3 separate regions of the Sus scrofa genome follow, and regions 2 and 3 are each linked to region 1. Evidence: chromatin contacts called from public Hi-C and HiChIP or PLAC-seq data. All regions are on one chromosome and are shown on one strand. The core of a region is the stretch at or near the end of the contact, and the rest is flanking DNA. Distances in the headings are between cores, read along the strand shown.

Evidence for each region. Hi-C and Micro-C count contacts between places; a contact is called where the count stands out from the background. HiChIP or PLAC-seq counts read pairs in DNA pulled down with a chosen protein or histone mark.
Region 2: a contact with region 1 is called in an H3K27ac HiChIP or PLAC-seq map of skeletal muscle, with 5 times the contacts expected there. The contact joins two enhancer-like sites. A contact is called at or near these places in 1 of 47 Hi-C or Micro-C datasets (skeletal muscle) and 1 of 2 datasets of contacts at active chromatin or transcription factors (skeletal muscle).
Region 3: a contact with region 1 is called in a Hi-C map of skeletal muscle, with 7 times the contacts expected there. The contact joins two enhancer-like sites. A contact is called at or near these places in 7 of 47 Hi-C or Micro-C datasets (embryonic fibroblasts, fetal skeletal muscle, psoas muscle and 2 more) and 1 of 2 datasets of contacts at active chromatin or transcription factors (skeletal muscle).

What each region holds. Positions count from the first base shown.
Region 1 is chr13:21,206,734-21,210,494 of Sscrofa11.1, forward strand. No RefSeq gene overlaps it. Among named protein-coding and RNA genes, the nearest start is that of MIR128-2, 170 kb to the left of the region's middle. Within about 2 kb of position 1,933, at least 4 of the 83 cell types and tissues checked have an H3K27ac peak or open chromatin away from gene starts, as enhancers often do. A contact at or near this core is called in fetal skeletal muscle and skeletal muscle, where this site is marked.
Region 2 is chr13:20,913,792-20,918,071 of Sscrofa11.1, forward strand. No RefSeq gene overlaps it. Among named protein-coding and RNA genes, the nearest start is that of ARPP21, 39 kb to the right of the region's middle. Within about 2 kb of position 2,675, at least 4 of the 83 cell types and tissues checked have an H3K27ac peak or open chromatin away from gene starts, as enhancers often do. A contact at or near this core is called in skeletal muscle, where this site is marked.
Region 3 is chr13:20,860,315-20,864,379 of Sscrofa11.1, forward strand. No RefSeq gene overlaps it. Among named protein-coding and RNA genes, the nearest start is that of ARPP21, 93 kb to the right of the region's middle. Within about 2 kb of position 2,712, at least 5 of the 83 cell types and tissues checked have an H3K27ac peak or open chromatin away from gene starts, as enhancers often do. A contact at or near this core is called in fetal skeletal muscle and skeletal muscle, where this site is marked.

The DNA of each region.
Region 1 (3,761 bases), core at 683-3,182:
CGTCACCTGGGAATTTGTTAGACCATCACTTCTCAGAGATCTTCCCAGAACCTCTGAACCAGGAACTCTAGAACTGGGACCAGGAAATCTGAGGGGCAAAAACTCTCCAGGTGATTCTGATTCATAATAATAGCTGAGAACAATTGTAAGTCAGTTCTCCAGAGAATGGGTCAGCATTCACAGCAGCTGCAGGATGGGTGCACAAGCCTCAAGAAGGAGACTGATGATTTCTATTAGGGCTCAGGGACGCTTTGTACAAAGAAAGAAAAATGGAGGCTAAAATCTTAAATTTGAGGAGATGTTAGTTGGTTAAAGGAGGTATAGTCTAGATAGGGGGAGAATAATATATCAAGGTTCTAACATGAAAAAAAAAGGTTATAGTTTATTGAAGAATTGACTGAAGGGTCATATGGCCAGAGCATCAGGAGCTAGGTAAATAATGGTGCCAGGTGAGACTTGAAAGGTATGCTGGGGTCAGAAGAGCACTTATAATGGCTAAAAATAACTGCAGTTTACATTTACGGAGCACTTGCTATGTGCCAGACACTTTGCTAAGTGCTTCTTACACATTTTAATTAGTCCTCATAAAAAACCAGGAGATTAGATGAGGACATTGAGCCTTATTCACTAGCTCCACAAGCACAGTACTGAGTTATGGAGCAAGTTTTGATGGAAGGCTTTATCTGGGTACAAAACTCCAACTCTTAACCACTACCCCACTCTGACGTGGTGTGGATTTTTGTTTTTGTTTTTGTTTTTTGTTTTTTTTTTCAATTTTTACAAAAATTACTTTTTTTTTTTTTTGGTGATGACAGAATGTTTACTCATTAAATTTTTTTTTTTTAATTTTTCCCACTGTACAGCAAGGGGGTCAGGTTATCCTTATATGTATACATTGCAATTACAGTTTTTTCCCCCACCCTTTCTTCTGTTGCAACATGAGTATCTAGACATAGTTCTCAATGCTATTCAGCAGGATCTCCTTGTAAATCATGAGCTGTAGTGTAGGTCACAGACACAGTTCGGATCCTGTGTTGCAGTGGCTCTGGTGTAGGCCGGCGGCTACAGCTCTAATTAGACCCCTAGCCTGGGAACCTCCATATGCCATTGGTGCAGGCCTAAAAAGACAAAGACAAAAAAAAAAAAAAAAAAAAAAGGATTTTTGGATTCTTATTCGAAAAGCCATGGGAAACCACTCAAGATTTAATTATAAAAGTGGTGTAGTCATGTTCGTATTTTATAAAGCGCATTTTAGCTGCTTTCTGGAGAATAGATTGGAGAGGGCAAGATTATATACATGGTAAATAAGTTCATGTGCTTGACATTTGGGAATGTTTAAGTAAATTTTGGTAAAAACACTTGATAGACCAGAATTCTATGTTTATAAATAGCAATTACAAATAAATATGGAAAATAAACATGCAAAAATGCTCATGTGGTTATTGACAAATAGAAGGATATACATTTGTATTTATTTCTACCTATTTTATTGAGATATTATTGTTACTGGAAGGGGGACCCCTGTCACTCCCTCCTTTTGGCCCCTCTCAAATTCTCCGGGTTGGTTAAGTTTCTGTAATAGTGTAACAGCACAGGAGCACTGTGTTCCTTATCTAGGACTTCCTATTGTGAGACAGCTCATGCAAGTAATTATTATTGTGTCTGGCTGAGGCGGGGGGCGGGGGGGCAGGTGTCCCATCGATGGGTCCCTAAAAATGCAATTGACATATAACATTGTGTAGGTTTAAGGCATCCAACATGAAGATTTGATACACACACATGCCTAAAAACAGAAATACAAGTTCTAAATATTTATCTTGCAAAATAAACGGCAATTGCCAGCCATCTAATCCAAAAGTACCTGCCCCCTACTGCAACTATTCTTTTTTTTTTTCAAGCCTCCCAATTATTGCAGCTATTCTTATATTCCCCACTCAACTTCAGAGAATGTGATTTAGTAGATCTGGAGTGGGGCCCATTTTTTTAAATCTACACTAAAACTAACCAAAACAACCAAGTTCCCTAGCAGATTTAAATACACAGATTTAAATACAGGTGTCCTTACTCAAAGGACTCTGCTTGCTACTACGCCCCCTCCCTGTAACAAGCGCCGAAAACTCCACCTCTCCCCAGTTTCTTCTTACCTCAGGATCTGCTACAGATTGCGCAAGAATGTTTCCCCCAGTCAAGGCTAGATCTCATCTTACAGGCACTCTCGTAGGTCTAACAGCTGCATTTCTACGATCTTTGCTCTGAGTTGGGCAAAAGACTCTGGCGGTGCAGAGGTCCACAGCTCACTGATCCTCTGGTTTGAACGTTGACCTCAGAGGTGAGTCAATTAGTACCTCTCACGTAGGTTGCGAGTTCGCTTAACTTGTGTATTACCTGGGTTCCTCATTCTCGGATTCTGGGCCTGTGAGGTGCTGACCTCGAAGCCTAGGGAGAAGGTGGGGGCGGGGGCTGGAGAACTGGCAAATAGAGTGGTCTTGATGTAACAAAGACCCCGGGGCTGAGGAGGTTTAGGGAGATCCGAAACTGGGGCGGGAAGACAGTCCGAGAGGGTCCAGGTGAGAGTGTGGAAGGAGTAGAAGAGATGTAGAACTGGCAATGGCTGCACTAAACATTTATAGAGGAAAAATAGACACAAAGAATATATATCAAGAAGCAAACCAGGAGAGGATTTCAGCACATTATTCCAATGATATTGCAAGATAGGGACCCATTTTTATTCCCAAACAGGATGAGACCCTATTCTGCAGAATTTGGGCTTGCATGGAGAGAGAAACAAAAAGATTGTGTGCTAATCCCAATTAGAGCCAAAATTTGAATCTGGAAGCCAAACTATGAATACCCTGGTCCAGAATTTTAGCTGAAGTTATTTTTCTCTATGCAATGCCTCCATTTGGTGTAAGAAAGTACTGAGCAGCAGCACTTTTTTTTTTTTCTTTGACTATTATATTAGGCAAACTTTTCTCCAAAAAGCCATTTGCAGTTTTCCCAGTTGGATCTTGGGTCATGTGGAGATGGCGTTTTGCCATCTTTGGACCCTCATTTACCCTGCCTTTTTCTCTCTCATCTCTATCTCCACACCTTTCTCTCTCATCTCCATACAGCTAGTTTTTGAATGACTCCATCTATTGGTGCATGCTGCTCCAGTTCCCAGGCTAAACATCAGAGCTGAAACAGTTTATCATAGCTTCAGCCTGTCCACCTGTTGAGATCTGGGTATTAAATTTTATTGCCTGTGTCACCCAGTGTCTGGTTTTCTAGGACTGAGATCCTGCAGCTTTAAATGTCAACACTTTTTTCCATGGCAGGACCTCCTGCCTTAATCTCACTTTTTAGCTTAAAAACATCTTTTTCTTTTTTAAGCTTTTTCATTCTATTTTCAGAATATATCTATTAGCTAAGGAGAATTTGAAGCACTTTAATTACTATGTAAGGAAATAGGGATGCTGATAAATGTTTAAAATTATACATGCAAATGTAATTATTTCTATACTATTTTGTCAGACTCTCCATTCTGAGAAAGATTTTTTTTTTTTTCCTGATTACATGTCACTGTGTGTTCCGGTTTCCCTTTTACAGGAGTGATGGTCAAATCCCACTCGCTTACAGAAATCTTTCCCCTTGCCTTTTCCACTGGATGGGAATCTATATTCTACACCCCCAGGCACACTAACACATATGTGGCATTTGAATGAATAGTAGAAAACACAACAGTAGATCTGCCTGGAAAAACCCTACAAAATGACTGCCAT
Region 2 (4,280 bases), core at 1,425-3,924, 290 kb before region 1:
CAGGCTTGTTTCTTTAGCTTAGAGAGTTAGTTCTAATAGCTACAGAAATCAATGAGACCATGGTTTACTGTAAGTCTTTTAGACAGAGCTGCTGCTAATTGCTCCGTAACTGTGGGTCAGACCGTGTTATCAACATTACTTCTCAAGTGATCCTGTTCTGGTGTAATTCTCCTTTTAATGGCTATTTGTACACAACAGCAGAGTGAGAATGGCCCTTGGAGACATCTTGTCCAGACTTTTATCATTGGAGCCTTTTCTCCAGACACAATACTATTTAACATTGTAAACAAATCAAAGAGAAGGGCTGGACACAAGAAGCCTTGTGTGGCCTGGTCTGTTTAACCACTGCCCAGACTCACAGCTACAGTGACCCTAGAAGAAGCTCTGAGGACACCCTGTCACCTCATCAAAGAGGGTGATCATTGTATGGTCTGACTGTTCTTACAGGTAAGGAAAATGATACCCAGATTAATTAAATGATAATTTTAGGTCATACACAAGGATTGCCAGTGGTACTCAAAATTCATATTACCTCTTATTTTAGCATGGTTAATATCCCAAATCTCCTTAGTAACAAATATCAGGGATTGGGTACAAAGTGTACAGTAACATTTTGGCTACTTAGAATAAAATTCACTTAATTCCTCCATCTCCTCACATGAAACAATATGCAGTAGAGTCATAAAATCTCAAGGGCTTATGAACAACACAGAATCCTTGACCCCATTCTGGAATTAATAAATTAAAATGTCCTAGGTCAGAATGAGAGATATTTGAGGTGATTTTGATATAGTCTGTCAGCCAATGGAATTAAGATTTGTCACAGGACTTACTGTTCTAGGGGACGTGTAACTCATAACACTTTGGAACTTAGAACTTCATGTGCAAAAGAATGTGTGACATTTCACCTAACCACAGGGGCAAAATGACTTCAGCTAGGGAAGAGTTACATAGAGAATTACCAGCTGCAGTTTGGATAAGCAGCGGGCCTTTCCACCTGCCTTGTGCAGATTTCTGCGTGAAACTCATTGGTCTGACATTATCACATGAGAAAAGACTATGGAAGCCACCTCAATAGTCTCCTTCAGTTGTCCCTCTAGATGTAATCATCTGACGGTAAGAATCTGTTCTGGTAATACTTTGCCTTCCAAAATTAAGTCTACTAAAGATCTCTTGGAAAGACTCAGTATGTCAAACGTATTCTACTTTGATAGTGTTTAAATTAGAAAAATCCAAATTCATCCAAAGTATTTAGAGATACCTTTCATTATAAAATAACGAGTTTCACAGACTTCAGAGGGATCTCATACATAAGAGTTTTATCTCCATTTTTTATAGAGATTGATGGGGCTGAGGGAGCCCACATCTAGTTAGTGTTGGGGCTAAGCCTTGTGTCAAAGGCCAGGAGAGTGAGTAAATTTTTTGAATAAATTATTAAATGGTATGTATATAAAATCAAGTTTCCTGTAGAACCTTATATACATGAAGTTTGAAATAGTTTAGAATAAATAAAAACAAAATTGGATAAAGAGGAAATTTAATTCAAATTGGATTATACATTACTTGAGAACTTTCTAAATCATTACTATTATTTTTCAGCTTGTGTTTATTGTAAATCAGTTTTGGCATACAGTGGTTTAAAAGGGATTCATCCTTATTAGTTTCTCAGCAAAGGGGGAAAATGCAGTGAAACTGCTTAATTTTTATGACACTGTGATTTTAGATGGAAATTTTTCTACAAAGAGAGCAAAGGCCAGCATACTAATGGCAATGATTCTAGAGACTGTTCTAAGAAATGCTTAGGCCCTTAAGGAAACATGCAAGCCTTTTAACCATAACTCACACTTGTCAGCAAATTCATTTTATACACTGAAATGTGGCTTTTGGCAAAATTCATGGCTCTGCCTGGCTGTGCCTTTGACTATGGCTTAAGCAACTGCCTCTGACATTTCTCAAGTCCATCAGCTGAGGAAAGAGATGGGAAGAGGCCAGCTCTGTCTCTCGATGAGAACAGAAACAAGAGGCTTTGCTATCCTCCTGCCCTCTCTGCCCAGCCACCTCTTTTTGCCAGTCCTTGCTGGAACAATGAGAAAGGTAAGAGATTCTCAGGAAATGCTGCTTCCTGATGGTGAGGTGTCTTGATCTTTGTGCCAGCAAATGTTGTGCTTGGACATGTATTGACTTTTGAGCCAAATACTAAGTTTGAATCTTGTTTTCTCCTCTGAGATTTTATGCAGATTATTTCATCAGTTTGAACTTGAGCCATCTCTGGGCCTCAGTGTTCTCATTTATGGAGTGAGAAAGATTAGAATACTAGCTCCTTCTCAGATTTGCTGAGTTCACTCTTTTTTTTTTTTTTTTCCATTCCTAGAGCAAATTTCTCCTTAATGATTATTTTCTCTGCAACCTTCATCATAGATTCCATTCCAGATGTCTTGCTTTTGCCAGGTAAACCAGTTAGCTTATGTTAGGTAATGAACCACCCTAAAACATTTTAAATACTTCAAACCATTCCTGAGCTCAGGGTTCTTCACACTGGCAATTTGAGCCAGATTTAGCTGGATGGGGTGTTATGGATTTGTCTGATCTTGGCTGGGCTTGATGTATAACTGCATTTAGCTGGTAAGTCACTCAGGGCTGCCTGGGACAGGTGGACCTTTCTGGAGAGGCTGGGTTTGTTCCCATGGAAATAGCAGAGGTACTGAGAGAGCCGAGTGGAAGGCATAAGACTTCTTGAGACCCAGGCTTGGAACAAATACAACGTTTCTTCTGCCACATTCTTGGCTAATCAAACCATAAGCCCAGCACAGATTTAAGGGGCATAAAGTGTATTCCTTTTCTTAATGGAGAAACTGAAAAAAATTGGTCCAGTGTTTTCAGTCTACTAAACCAGGTAAGCTCTTTCTAGAAACAATATTAATTGACAGAAGGAATGGTGTACTTCAGAGGATGCTCAGTTCTTCGTCACATCATTGAATCTGATTATCGTCATCTATAAAGCCAGGCATTTGTACCAAAGCTTTGCTATTTTATTTTAATTTAAAATTGCATCTCCTTGTGATTCATCCCAGAGCTAAGACAAGCATGGATGCCATGCATTCATTGATTAGGGGGTTGGGGCACCTCTTCTTTTTTTTTTTTCTCTCTGACAGGTGTCCTGGGAAATCCTTCTGGAGTAGCAATCTGGACCTTCATCTCATTTTGCCAATCTGATCACCCTAGGGTAGGATGATTTAACAGGAGTAATTAATCATTGTGTTTTCCGAAATTGGAAGCCAAGGCACATTAGCCTCATACCAGAGAGCATGTATGCAAGTGAGGGGGTTATGAAGGAGTGTGTGTAATGAGAGAGGTGAGAGTCTTATAATTAAGGAGGAGCATAAATAATAATGAAAGTCATTAGTGCCACTCGGTTGAAAGAATGTCATAAATGTAATTGGGGCATTAAAGTGAAATCCATTATGACAAACATTAACACATACAAAGGAGGGGAAAATGTGGTTATCTTGAGTTTGACAGATAGTGTCAGCTTCCAGTGGGGCCCAGATGGCATTCAGGAAAATGTTATGAGCAGTTTTATTTTAATATTTTTGGTTATGTGATATTTGGGAATCGAATGACACAAACACATGAGGAATTTTTACATGCCTGGCCTTGAAGCGGCTGGCAAAGAAGGGAGGTCACCGGAGGCAGCAGTGAACTGGAGGACTTCCATCTCGGATGCACGGTGTTTTTTTTCCTTAGGTGTTGCGATAACTCAAGGCATATGATGTAGTCTGGCATTTTTCCTCTGTGAAATTCCCCGTTGAACCAGACATGCAGTTTGGATGCTTTCTTTAAAAAATAGCAAAGTGTGGGGAAAGCGACAGAGATGAGAATGAGGACATTTAAACAATTATGCAGGAAATTATATGATGCTAAAATTGAACATGGACAGACTGTTCAATGGCAGGATTCCCACTCGTGCTGAGCTTTGCAAAGGAGGGGATTTTTTTTATTCTTTCTCTATGGGACTGTAATTTTTGAGCATGAAATAATTCAGAACATAAAACAAAAGAAAATTTTAAATATGTCTAGAGATGGAGGCAAAGAGAAACAAAAAAGAAGGCAATTGTTACAAATATGAGAGAATTAGGATGGTGTGTGTTTGGGTGTGTGTTCATTTGTTCGTCCAAAAGGAGGAAATGATAAAATATGGCAGTGGTTTGGAAAGAGAGATGTTCTTCTCTGGGGTTTCTTTTCAGGTCAGGACATGTACAAAGGAGATCTAGTCTCAGCCA
Region 3 (4,065 bases), core at 1,462-3,961, 350 kb before region 1:
GTTCATTAACCACTTAGCCATGATGGGAACTCCCATATTATATATCAGCTATATATATTATACACACACACAAACACATACATACACACATATATATATGGTGAGGGAGATTTATTATAAGAAATTGGATCATTTGCAGGATAGCCAGTGGTGCAAGAGCCCAGGGAGAGCTGATGTTCCATTCAAAGGCCTTCAGAAAGAGTCAGTATTGTAGATGATCCAAAGTCTATCACTGGAGAGTTCTCACTGATTCAAGGGAGGGTTGGTCTTTTTGCTCTATTCAGACCTTCAATTATTAGTTGAGGCCCACCTCCTTATGAAGAGCAATCTTCTTCACCCAAGTCCACTGACTTCAGTGTCAATTTCATGCAAAAATGCCCTCCCAGCTACCTTGAATTACATCTCACCAACTATCTGGGTACTTCATAGTCCAGCCAGGTTGATACATATATTTAACCATCACAATGTGTATGTCTTGATTTGTTTAACCAAATTGTATGAGTGAATATTTTTAGGTGATTTTTATTTTTTATAACCTTTTTTTTTTTTTTTTTTTTTTGACCATGCCCCTGGCATGCAGAAGTTCTCAGACCAGGGATTAAACCTACACCACGGCAGTGACAATGCCAGATCCTTAACCCAATTTACTGCCAGAGAGCTCCTATTTAGGTGATTTTTAAATAAATGGAACTTTACAATCAGTCATCCCTCCTTCACCCACTGACATTTTATCACACAACCTTTCCTTCTGAGAATGGAGAAATAGAGCTTTTTTAAGCACAGCAACCTAAGACTTTCACTGTCAGCTAGAGTTGGTGTGTCACCAGAAATGTTTCCTACTCTCATCCCATGTGTTTCTAATGAACTGATATGAAATTATTGTCTTTCCCTCCCTCCTACTCCTCTGTTACTCTAAGATGATACCGCATATGGGCCACCACAGTCTTCATCATACCCTTCTGCTAGGGATCTCTTGTCAACACCTCCTGCTTTAAATGTAGGAGATACAACCTATCAAGATGCAATGCCTAACTGTCTGATCATCCCTCCCCTACTTCTAAGGTCTATTTTTCCCCCTGATTCTTGCTTTGAATTTTTTTTTTGGCCACACCCATGTCATGTAGAAGTTCTGGGCCAGGGATCAAACCCATGCCACAGCAGCAACCCAAGCTACTGCAGTGACAATGCCAGATCCTTACCCACTGCATCGCAAGTGTACTCCAAATTAATATTTTTTAAAGTGAAAATGAGGGCATTGGAGGTAAGAGGCACTCTTGAGACATAACAATGTTCAAACATCTCAAAAATTTGCACATATTAGGAGAAAGAGTAGGGGAGGTCTAATGGTCATGTTATTTTTTATTATTTAATTTTGATTATTTCATCAAGGTGAAACCATGGGAGATGTACCAATCATCTTTCTTACTCTTGCACTGTTACTCACCCACCTCCCAAATTCTCTTTTGTGAAGAAAAGACTACTTATGTCATGAGGTGCACTTCAGATATGTCTATGGCTGTGTTTTAATTTTTATTCCAGCCCAACTGACCTCATTGTTAGAATAAATTCTGTCCAAACTCTGGAATAAGCTTTCCTTTCAGTGTGTTGGGGAGATTTTCATCTTTATTCATATTTTCATAAGTAGAGAAGTTGAGAAAGACCATTTCTGAACCTATACATCAGACACAATTTTAACCACTGGCATATGTTTTGTTTGTTTGGTTGGTTGGTTTTTGTTTTGTTTGCTTTCTAGGGCTGCACTTGCAGCACATGGGAGTTTCCAGGTTAGGGGTCAAATCAGAATTGTAGCTGCCAGCCTACACCCCAGCCACAGCAACGCAGGATCTGAGCCATGTCTGCCACCTACACCACAGCTCACAGCAACTCTGGATCCTTAACCCACTGAAAGAGGCCAGGGATCAAACCCACATCCTCATGGAGCCTAGTCAGGGAGGATCCTAAGCCATGATGGGAACTCCCCACTGACATATGTTTTAAATAGGAATTCATGATGCTGTTATCTTGAGCTGTATGTCCGCTGCAATCCAGGAAGGCCAGTGACCTAACAAATTGAAGTGACTCGATAAAGTTATTTCTTAATGCTCTATTTTAGATTTTACATTTGCAACTGTAGCTAATTGGATCCAACGCGAAATCTAATTAAAACCTCATTGTACCATCTGTGTTCTTTGGTTAAAGGACATGTACTATTAAACAAGTGCTGAAAAGGAGGTATTGAGTTACTTAAAATTCAGTTTCTTCCATTCTCAAAAACTGAATGGTAGCAGAGTGTTATACTCCATGGTTGTATCCAGTCTTCAAAAACTCCCCAAAGCCATAGCTAATTTTCCTATTAATTACAGACTTGAGATGGCACCATCAAATTCAATCTCACAATTTCAGCAACGAAGAAGAGAGAGAAAAAAATATATACGTGCGCGCGCACACACACACACACACACACACAGAGGAAAAAAAGAACCTTGGTAATGCACACACAGCAGTTTTCCAAGGGTTTCATCCTTTCTTCTCTCACTTCATTTAATCCAAATGAGAAATGTTTTGTTTAACTGGAGAGTTTCAGGATTTTCTCTGCCCACAAATGGACTGACCCCTTAATAATCGTAATTTCTCTGTGTTACATGGTAAGAAAGTCAGAAAGGAGAAAAAGAAGGAAATCAAGAAGTGATACTATTGAAGTGAAATTTACACACTCATAAAAAATTAAGTGGCTATTGTAGTTTAATTCACATGAGCATGGTCCATACTTAGTTTATTCCTCCTCTGATGGTCACATGGTATCTACAAAGAACTTACTGACATGGAATCTTAGTTGAAATGCTAAAAATCAGTTTCATTATAAGTTTTCAGTTTCCTTCTCTGTTAAAAATATAAAACATATTAAGACATTTCTTCCTTATAGGTCTTAGATTTTTAAAAAGCCCTCTGGTGGCCTCCAGTTTATTTATATACTAGCAGCTGCAGTCATGACATCAAGATGCAATAAAACTATCTCTCAGTAATGCAGGCACCTGTTGTTAAAGAAAGAAATCTAGGACAGACAGGCAGAGGCTGCTGGATCCTAAGTGATGGGGGGTTGGGGGATCACCCTGAGAAAGTAGATGTATTTTCATAGCAGCAGGCCAGAGGTTCAGGCATCAGTGGCTGAATGGCCCCTATTTTGTCCCTTGTTTAGTTAAACTGACCTCTTTACTCACATATAGACATAAATCAGTGTCTATGTGCAGTTCACAACAAAACTATAATGGAACCAAGTTTGTCTTCTCCCTTGTTTTTGAAGCTGTGAACCCTGTTGCAAAAGATCCAGAAGCACACAGCACACCCTTGACAAAAATCAGTGATAGATGGGGCAGTAGGAACTTTCAACACTGAGATGATCCAGGGCAAATGCAATCCAATTGTTTGTTTAAAATTGTTAAAATTGTTTTTTTGTTTGTTTGTTTTAAATAGCTGTCCCAAGTTAAGTATCAAATAGGCTCATTGACGGTTTTGGTCTTTAAAATACCCTATCCGACAGGCAAAGCAGAGATTACGTTGAAGCAGTTGAGGATACTAAGGGTCGCATAGGTTGAGTGATTTGCCCAAGGTCACATACCACAAAGCTGGTCCAGGATAAACATGGAGCTCTTGGAACAACGCTGAGTTACCTGAGCACACACACAGTTGAGTTAGAATTATGACTTTGTCACATTTTTTTCTCTCTGAAACTTGGTCTCCTGGTCTATACATGGTTTGATGTGGGATCACATGTGATAACATACATCTGACACAACCAACAATGACATGAATGGTACACTCAGTACTCAGATCCTGTTCCTAGACTCTTTTTGTATGAACTCAAACTAAAACAACATTCTGTGGTTTGTAAAAATTGGCAAAATATGTATTATTCAATAAATGCAGTTTTCTACTGAGCATTTTTCTTTCAAAAGATGATATGCATGGGAGTTCCCGTCATGGCTCAGTGGTCGACGAACCTGACTAGGAACCATGAGGTTGAGGGTTCAATCCCTGGCCTTGCTCAGTGGGTTAAGGATCTGGGGT